Regions from separate parts of the Mus musculus genome. Here region 1 is linked to region 2. A link is a contact called in public promoter capture Hi-C data. All regions are on one chromosome and are shown on one strand. The core of a region is the stretch at or near the end of the contact, and the rest is flanking DNA. Distances in the headings are between cores, read along the strand shown.

What was found. Promoter capture Hi-C pulls out the DNA fragments that hold promoters and counts their contacts.
Region 1: a contact with region 2 is called in a promoter capture Hi-C map of hematopoietic stem and progenitor cells, with 3 times the contacts expected there. The contact joins the promoter of Kctd7 here to the promoter of Phkg1 in region 2. A contact is called at or near these places in 12 of 39 promoter capture datasets (the 3T3-L1 cell line, 3T3-L1-derived adipocytes, the C10 cell line and 8 more), 1 of 484 Hi-C or Micro-C datasets (cerebral cortex), 4 of 115 datasets of contacts at active chromatin or transcription factors (astrocytes, bone marrow-derived macrophages, craniofacial prominence and 1 more) and 3 of 9 other capture datasets (adipose tissue, liver and pancreatic islet).

What each region holds. Positions count from the first base shown.
Region 1 is chr5:130,143,599-130,147,295 of GRCm38.p6, reverse strand. Kctd7 (potassium channel tetramerisation domain containing 7) reads right to left here and starts at 2,413. Exons shown (of 4, transcript NM_172509.4): 1 at 2,070-2,413. The coding sequence starts at 2,213.
Region 2 is chr5:129,877,466-129,881,437 of GRCm38.p6, reverse strand. Phkg1 (phosphorylase kinase gamma 1) reads left to right here and starts at 2,350. Exons shown (of 10, transcript NM_011079.3): 1 at 2,350-2,507. It overlaps Chchd2 (coiled-coil-helix-coiled-coil-helix domain containing 2), which reads left to right. Exons shown (of 4, transcript NM_024166.6): 4 at 42-277. The coding sequence ends at 52.

The DNA of each region.
Region 1 (3,697 bases), core at 1,164-3,663, 270 kb before region 2:
GCTGGAGCTCTACCGCAGAGCTTCACACTCAGCACCAACCATCGCTCTCTACCTCACCCCATTCTCTCCCATTCAATTTATATCGATTGATTAGTCTCCACGTCACCCAAGGTTTTGGTCACAAGGACTAAGTGAGGACGGGAAAATAACAGTAAAGGTTATTAGCCTGGAGAACCTCAAGTCCCAGTTCCAACCAGCTGACTCCAGATGAACTAAAACTAAACTAAATCTCAGGGTAAATTTTATCCTAGATTCCCCCCCCCCCAATGTTACATCTCTCTGGCCGTGGTGAAAGTCTAAAGTCTTTGTAGTTATCTAAATAGTCCTTTCCCCAAATTTCCACACATCCTTTGTTTAGGGGGGAAAAAAAGACTCCACTGTGCATGGTGGTGCACTCCTTTGATCCCAGCCATTGAGAGGCAGAATCAGGAGACTCTCTGAGTTCTAGACTAGTGAACTCCATAGTATAGAGTGAGCTCCAGGCCAACGTGGGCAACCTAGAGAGACCCTGCCTCATTAAAAAAAAAAAAGACAAAAATAGATGAGATAAAACGTACCTGAGACTTGCCTTACAGTAGAGACTAAAATTCACAAAATATCAGTGAATTAAATGCACAAAATTTACAATTCTAAGTATGAGCTCAACTCTATTATTATTATTATTATTATTATTATTATTATTATTATTATTATTATTTTGAGACAGAGTTTCTCTGTGTAGCTCGGGCTCTCCTGGAACTCACTACATAGACCAAGCTGGCCTGGAACTCACATTTATCTGCTGCCTCTGCCTTTGGAATTGGAGGTGTGTACCACCAAGCCCAAAAATTCAACTCTTACTCTCACGGTGCAAAATGCCTTTCACATTTCTGCAGAAATGCTAAGCCCACTTTAGGTATACGCTAAGACTCAGATGTCACTTAGGTGTAATGCTTTGCACTTCTGGAGTTCTTTCTAAAAGGCAGCACCCACTAATGTACTTCTTTGCTCCATATGCGAAACAAAAAAAGTCAGGGAAAAGAGTCCTAGAACTCACAGGGAGGGATGTGACTCACAGGAGGCCGGGACTGGACAGCTGGCCTACAGTCTGTGGGATTGTGTGTCCTGTCACTCAAACCACAACTTCTGCCCAATGACAGTGCACAAAAAAAAGTGTCACCGCCGTGTTGGCCCTTTTCCCTGACTGCAGAGTTATGTCTAGAATTTTGCTTATGTTCACAAGTTTCCCACGATGCTGGCAATTCGGGGATTCTAACCCTACCACAATACTGTCAGCTGCCGGAGAGCCTCACTCAAGCCAGCCCCCTCAGATTGTCGAGTCTCCACATCTGTATCCATCTTCCTATCCATCTCTACATCTGTATTCATCTTCCTATCCATCTCCAGGGTCAGTTCAGGTGCAAAGTGTCACACACAGGAAGGGCTACTAACGAAGCCACTCCATAGCACAATACAGCAACTGATAAATGAAGCCCCTAATCCCTCCATCATCTCTGCTCTGAGTTCAACTCACCATTGCCCTCCTATTTCCCGAATTTATCTCCTGCATGTCCTTGCTCTCGCTGCTTTCTTGACCCCAAATCCTCTACCGTTCACTCTTGTCCATCTAGCAAATAAAATTACCCCATGTGGTAATGGAGATTGTTCACTGCATAACGGCACCTGGATGAGAATTGGTCCACTCAGGTGTGTCCTTTTCTTAAATCATACCAAGGCACCAGATAGGTTAACTGCAGGTAGTTTCTAATGCCACTCCCCCGGCAGCTGGAGGATACACCTGGATAACCCAGGTCCTCCTTTGGATTGTATGGAACATGCTATGTGTTGAGTCCTCGTCTAGTTGATAAAGGTGACATGAAATACAGGAATGGAACTGACATCTGGTAGTACGGGAAGAAGGGACTTGGAGTGCAGGTGACTCGGGGCAGGGAGGATACACCTAGTGTAGGAGTGGCATCAGGGGTGGATAGCTCCTTGGGAGGCTCTCCGCCCAAGGTCAGCTCTGCAAGCACCAGTCTCTCCCTCGCTTCCCATCAGCCCTCCCTTCCCCCATCGCTCGATCCAGGTACCTCCTGGGGCAGCAGGGGCAGCCCGTGCCCCGCTTGCGTGGCCGTAGGAGTGGCCGGCTCCAGGAAGTCGTCTTCGGCTTCGGAGCTGGACATGGCACCGTCCGAGTGACGGCTGTCTGGCTCCCGCCCGGTGACTACCACCATCCCTCTGGCTCTGGGCGGTGGGCGCGGCTTCGGGTAGGCGGGTGGGCGGAGGCCTGAAGAACTAAAGCCAAGCAGTGCCTGACATGACGAGATGGGCCGCCGGCGGGCGCTAGACGCCGAGGACCTGCAAGCAGTTAGGATGTCCTGTGCTGCCCTCCAACAGTCTAACGACCAACGCGCCTACAGTTAGTCGCTGGTCTGACCTGGCTGCCTCCAGCCATTGGCCGAATCTTCGCTGGCTCCGCCCTGATTGTCAGGAGGTTCGCCCAATCACAGAACAAACAATTCGGCCTTAAGCCGTAGTGGCTACAGGCCTACCCAATTCTGATTGGCTCTTGGCTGACAAGCGCGAGCGACGCCTGTCTGCTCCAGGGTTTGGCCGAGGGGAGGTGATCGCCCACTGACGACCTCGATCAGCAACCACCGCGTGGACCCTGCGCTGCAAATCGGAACCAGGCGCTTCTTGCTATTGGCCGAGGTTTCATGAACTCCTGCTATGATTGGCAAGAGCATTGTCCAATTATAGGGTAAACACGTCTGGTTGGGTTTGTTCCATTCTGATTGGCTATCTAACTAACGGGAGCGCTACCTCCCTTGGTCCAGGCCACTTATCTAGGGAAGCGGCTCTCTGCGCATAGCAACCACAGCGCAGGTAGCATCTCTGGCCTCACCCGGTCGCCTCCTACTACTGGCAGTGTCCGATTAGCTCCGCTATGACGGTTAAAGGTCTGATCCAACCATCGAGGTCTCAAACTAGAGTGACAACTGACAACGGCTTGCCGATCAGTCCCATTCTTATAGGCCACCTAAAGGGCACGCGTTCTGCACTTCCGACGTTCAACGACAGCGCTGGTCCCCCGGCGCGGTTCCCGAAAGGACAGACCACCCAATTGCTCCTGCTATTGGCTGTGTCCTCGCTGGCCTCCGCCCCTGATTGGCAGGAAGCCCGCTCATAGGGGCAGCACCGTGGTCCTGCTTTCATTGGCTTTCTGACTAGCAGGCGCGAAGCTCCAGGCCACTCCACTTTATCATCCCGGTCCATGTGTCCTGGGAAAGGGCCCAGGACTGGCTGGTTTGTCTCCATAGCAGCGGGCCAGTGAAAAAAGGCCTAAGCAGGCTGTCCTTGAGGATGTGTTGTGGAGGGCTGAGGGCACCTGCTGTGTAATAGAAATTGAGCACTGCAACACCAATGGCTGGCAAGGACATGGCTGCTGTGCTAGCGCTTTTTCCGTGGACTCACACAGGAAGGAAAACCTTGGTTGCAAATACCTTTAATTGCAGCGACTTGAGAGGTTAGAAGGATTTCTGAGAATTCAACTCTTGTCTCTAGTATAATAAATAATAATAATAAATAATAACGGAACTGAGTATGGTGACTCACGCTGCAATATCAGTACTTGGAAGTCAAGGCCAGCTTCAGCTTCATAACATTGTGAGTCCAAATTGGGTTACATGAGACTGCTAAAAACAAACGCTAAAAATGA
Region 2 (3,972 bases), core at 1,101-3,600:
GTCTTCTAACTTAAACTTGTCTTTTTTTTTTTTTTTAATAGGTTTAATGTAATCAAGAAATTCAAGCTGAAGAGATGTAACATTGGTTCTGTATAATTGATAGTACAAGTGTGGACCCTTATATTTCTAACAGTTCATTGCTTTGGAATGGCCGTGAAAGAGATCTAACTGTGGATGCTTACTGAGGCTTGTATGTAGTGTTGGTTACTGGGGAAGTGTTTGGCCTCCTTGGACTGTGTTGTGATTGTGAGTTAAAAAAAATAAATTGGTTATTCTGAAGTGTGTGGTAGCGTCCTTATTGTGTGTGCCTGGTGAACATAGTAGCATCCTAAGAGAAGCCATTCTCTATGCCTGTCATTCGTCTAGTCCAGAGGTGCTCAGCCTTCCTAGTGCTCTGGCCTTTTAATACAGTTCCTCATCAAAAACACAGCTTTCTGATCTGGAGGCATCGAATCTAGGAAAAGCTTAGGCCCAGGTAAAGTGGTACATGCTTTTAATCCCAGGAGACAGAGATATATATATATATATTTTTTAACTTTGATCACATGCTAATTGTGATGTGTCAGGGAGCTGGTGTGATACTCAGCTGCAGCAGGCTTGTCTAGTATTCACCAGGCTTGAGTCCTGTCTTCAGCCATGCCAACAAACCAAGTAGCTAAGTAAGTGGTAAGCAGGTAGACATTACTGAGACCTCCGATGGCCACGTGACACTGCGTGTCTGCATGGAGGCAGCGTACGCAAGCCGTTGGGTCTCCCTATATAGTCCAGATCTGTGTAAATGGCCTATCCTGCCTCAGCCTCCCAAGTGCTGGGATTAGAGGCTTGTGCCACCATACCCAGTTAAAAACCATCCTGTAGCCAGGCGTGGTAGTGCACACTTAATCACAGCTCTGGGATCACAGCCGGTGGATCCCTGAGAGTCTGAGGCTGGCCGGGTCTACAGGGTGAGCTCCAGGACAGCTGGGGCTACACAGAGAACCCTGTCCCACACAAAAACCAGCCAAACATCAACAACAAAAACATGGAGTTCAATTCCCAGCAACTACATGGTGGCTCACAAACCATCTGTAATGGCATCCGATGCCCTCCTCTGGTATGTCTAAAGACAGCTACAGTGTACTCACATACATAAAATAAAAAACTTAAAAAAAAAAAGTCATGCTTGGTGTTGCACCCTATAGTGCCAACACACAAGCAGAAGCAGGAGTGCAAGTGTGGAGGCCTCTTGGTCTGCACGGTTTCTGGGTCGTCAGAGTTGTGTAATAAGAGTCTTGTCTTCACTGGGCAATGGTAGCACACGAGTTTAATCCCAGCACTTGGGAGGCAGAGGAGGCAGGCAAATTTCTGAGTTCAAGGCCACCCTGGTCTACAGAGTGAATTCCAATACAGCCAGGACTATACAGAGAAACCCTATCTCCAAATAAAAGACTCTTGTCTTCAAAAAATAACAATGTATTCCTTTCAAAGCTGGTGTTGCCAGGCTGGAGAGATGCATGGCTCATGTGAAGAGCACTTGCTACTCTTTCAGAGGACCTGAGTTCAGTTTTCCATACTCATAGTGGCTATAATGGTCTGTAACTCCAGTTCTGGGGGGGGGGGTCTAATGCCCTCGCTGATGTCTGAGCATATAAGACATTCCTGTATTACAGATACATACTGCCAGCAAAAGACTCATACACATAAAATCGCAAAAAAAACAGGGCTAGAGAACCTGGCTCATTCCTTAAGATCATAAACTGCTTTTCCAGAATTCGATCTCCAGCACCCATGTAGCAAACAACCAGCTATAATTCCAGCTGCAGAAAAACCCAACACCTGGCTTGGGCAGGCACTAATACTCATATCCACATACAGATAGATATGCTGTGATGGTTTGTATATGCTTGGTCTGGGGAGTGGCACTATTAGGAGGTGTGGGAGGGGAGAGGGGGTAGAGAAAAAAAAGTTGCCTTGATCATGGTGTCTGTTCACAGCAGTAAAGCCCTAACTAAGAAATACACACTCATACACATAATTAAAAGTTTGCTTGTTTGTCTTTGGTTTCTCCAGACCAGGTTTCTATGTCTAACTCTGGCTGTTGTGGAAATCACTCAAACTCAAAAGATCTACCTGCCTCTGCCTCCTAAGTGTTCTCCAACACATTGGCTCAGCAAAAGCCAATATTTAAAAAAAACCAAAAGGCTTTGTCTCCTCTGAGCCATTTGCTTTATCCCTGCCACATGTGCTTTCCCCAGGCTCCGCCAGGTGTCACCCCTGATGTAGTTCTGCCCCAGGCCTAGCCCTGCTGGACCTTGGCCTGCATCCCAGGTTTGCAGTTGTGATTTATTTTTGGCAGGCCAGCCTTCCATCACCAAGTACCAAAGTTCCGCAAGAGGAGCAAGACAGCAACTCCAATAAGTGTCTGCTCAGGACACAGCTTCAGCCCTTTGTGGTCTGCTGTCTCCCAAGGGCTCCAGGACCTTTGGAATTCTTGTCACTTCCATTCAAGGGCCTACAAGGACCTCACGGTGAGTAGCCAGGCAGTAGATGGGAGCAATGGGGTTGTGAGGCAAAGACAGGAACCCCTTCCAGGTCTGTTTGACCCATTTCCCCTTAATCCTGGGAGAGCACGGATTCTCAGAGCACCTGTCAGGCAGTTACCTACAGATCATGGATCGGTTGTGTTCTCTGATTAGCTTTCTGGGATATCAAATTCCAAAACATTAGACTATCTATTCTCATTTAGAACACCTCCACACCCCTAGGGAGTCTTGGAACAAGTGTCAGGGGATAATGAAACAGTAAATCCAGATCCATGGTTGGCTCAAGTCAGGCCTTAAGAACAGGGAGATGGACACACGTATATTATCAGAAAGGGTAAACACAGCCAGAATTTGACCAGCCTGGCTCAGGCTGGCATCCTGGTGTGAGCCAAGAATTGCTCTGAACTCAATCACGCAAGGGATCTGCTGTGCCTAGATAATAAGTGAGGGGCATTACATGCCCATCTTGGGCCTTTAGAATGGCCTTTCAGCAAACAGGCTTGTTTTTCAAGGCATACTAACACCTTCAGGCTCTGTTGGCTGTTGATAGGGTCAGCACACAGGCCTGTTTCCTGCTATTGGCAAAGGAGACAGTTGTTATTCTAAACCTTCTTCTGGTAACCAGGCACCCAGTCGCTGGACACCAGGCTTCCTGCAAAGGCCAGCTTGAGGCAGCCAGCACTGCCGCTTGGCTGGTCAGCAAATTGGGCCCCTTGGGAGACCAAGCTTTCTTGGAAGTGGACATGAAGCATGTACCCTTTGCCTGCTTGCCTCTTCCTATTGCTGGGTGATTTTTCTGCCTTTCTCAAACCCTGGGTCTGGAGCAGGAATTCAGTTTCCTGGTAGGAGCCTCTATGTCCCTGGAACAAGATAGGCCAGCTTAGCTTCTCCACATCCAAGATTGAGCACCCTGACTCAGGGCTGTGGGGGATGTGGTGCGGTGGCGGTGGGGGTGGGGCATAGCTCAGCTCAGTCAGTGGCAGAGTGCTTGCCTAGCATACTCAACACCCTGGGTTTTATCCCTAGCACCTAAAGATAAAAATAAGACGGGCTGGAGAGATGGCTCGGTGGTTAAGAACACTGGCTGCTCTTCCAGAGGACCTGGGTTCAATCCCAGCCCCCACGTGGCAGCTCATTACTGCCCTCGGCTCCAGTTCCAGGGGATCCGACACCTTCACACAGATACCATGACACATAAAATTAAATTTTTTTTTTAAAGCAAAGTAGAAATAAGAGTAACCGACTCATGCCAGGCATGGAGACACATGCCTTTGATGACAGCACTAGGAATGCAGAGGCACAAAGATCTATTTATCTATGAGTTTTAGGCCAGCCAGGGCAACATAGTGAGACCCTGTCTCAAAAGGAAAAAAACAAAAAAAAAACAAAAAAAACCTTACAGTGTTGTCCACTCTGCTCCAGGACTACTGGGGTCTTGCTTGCCATTGCT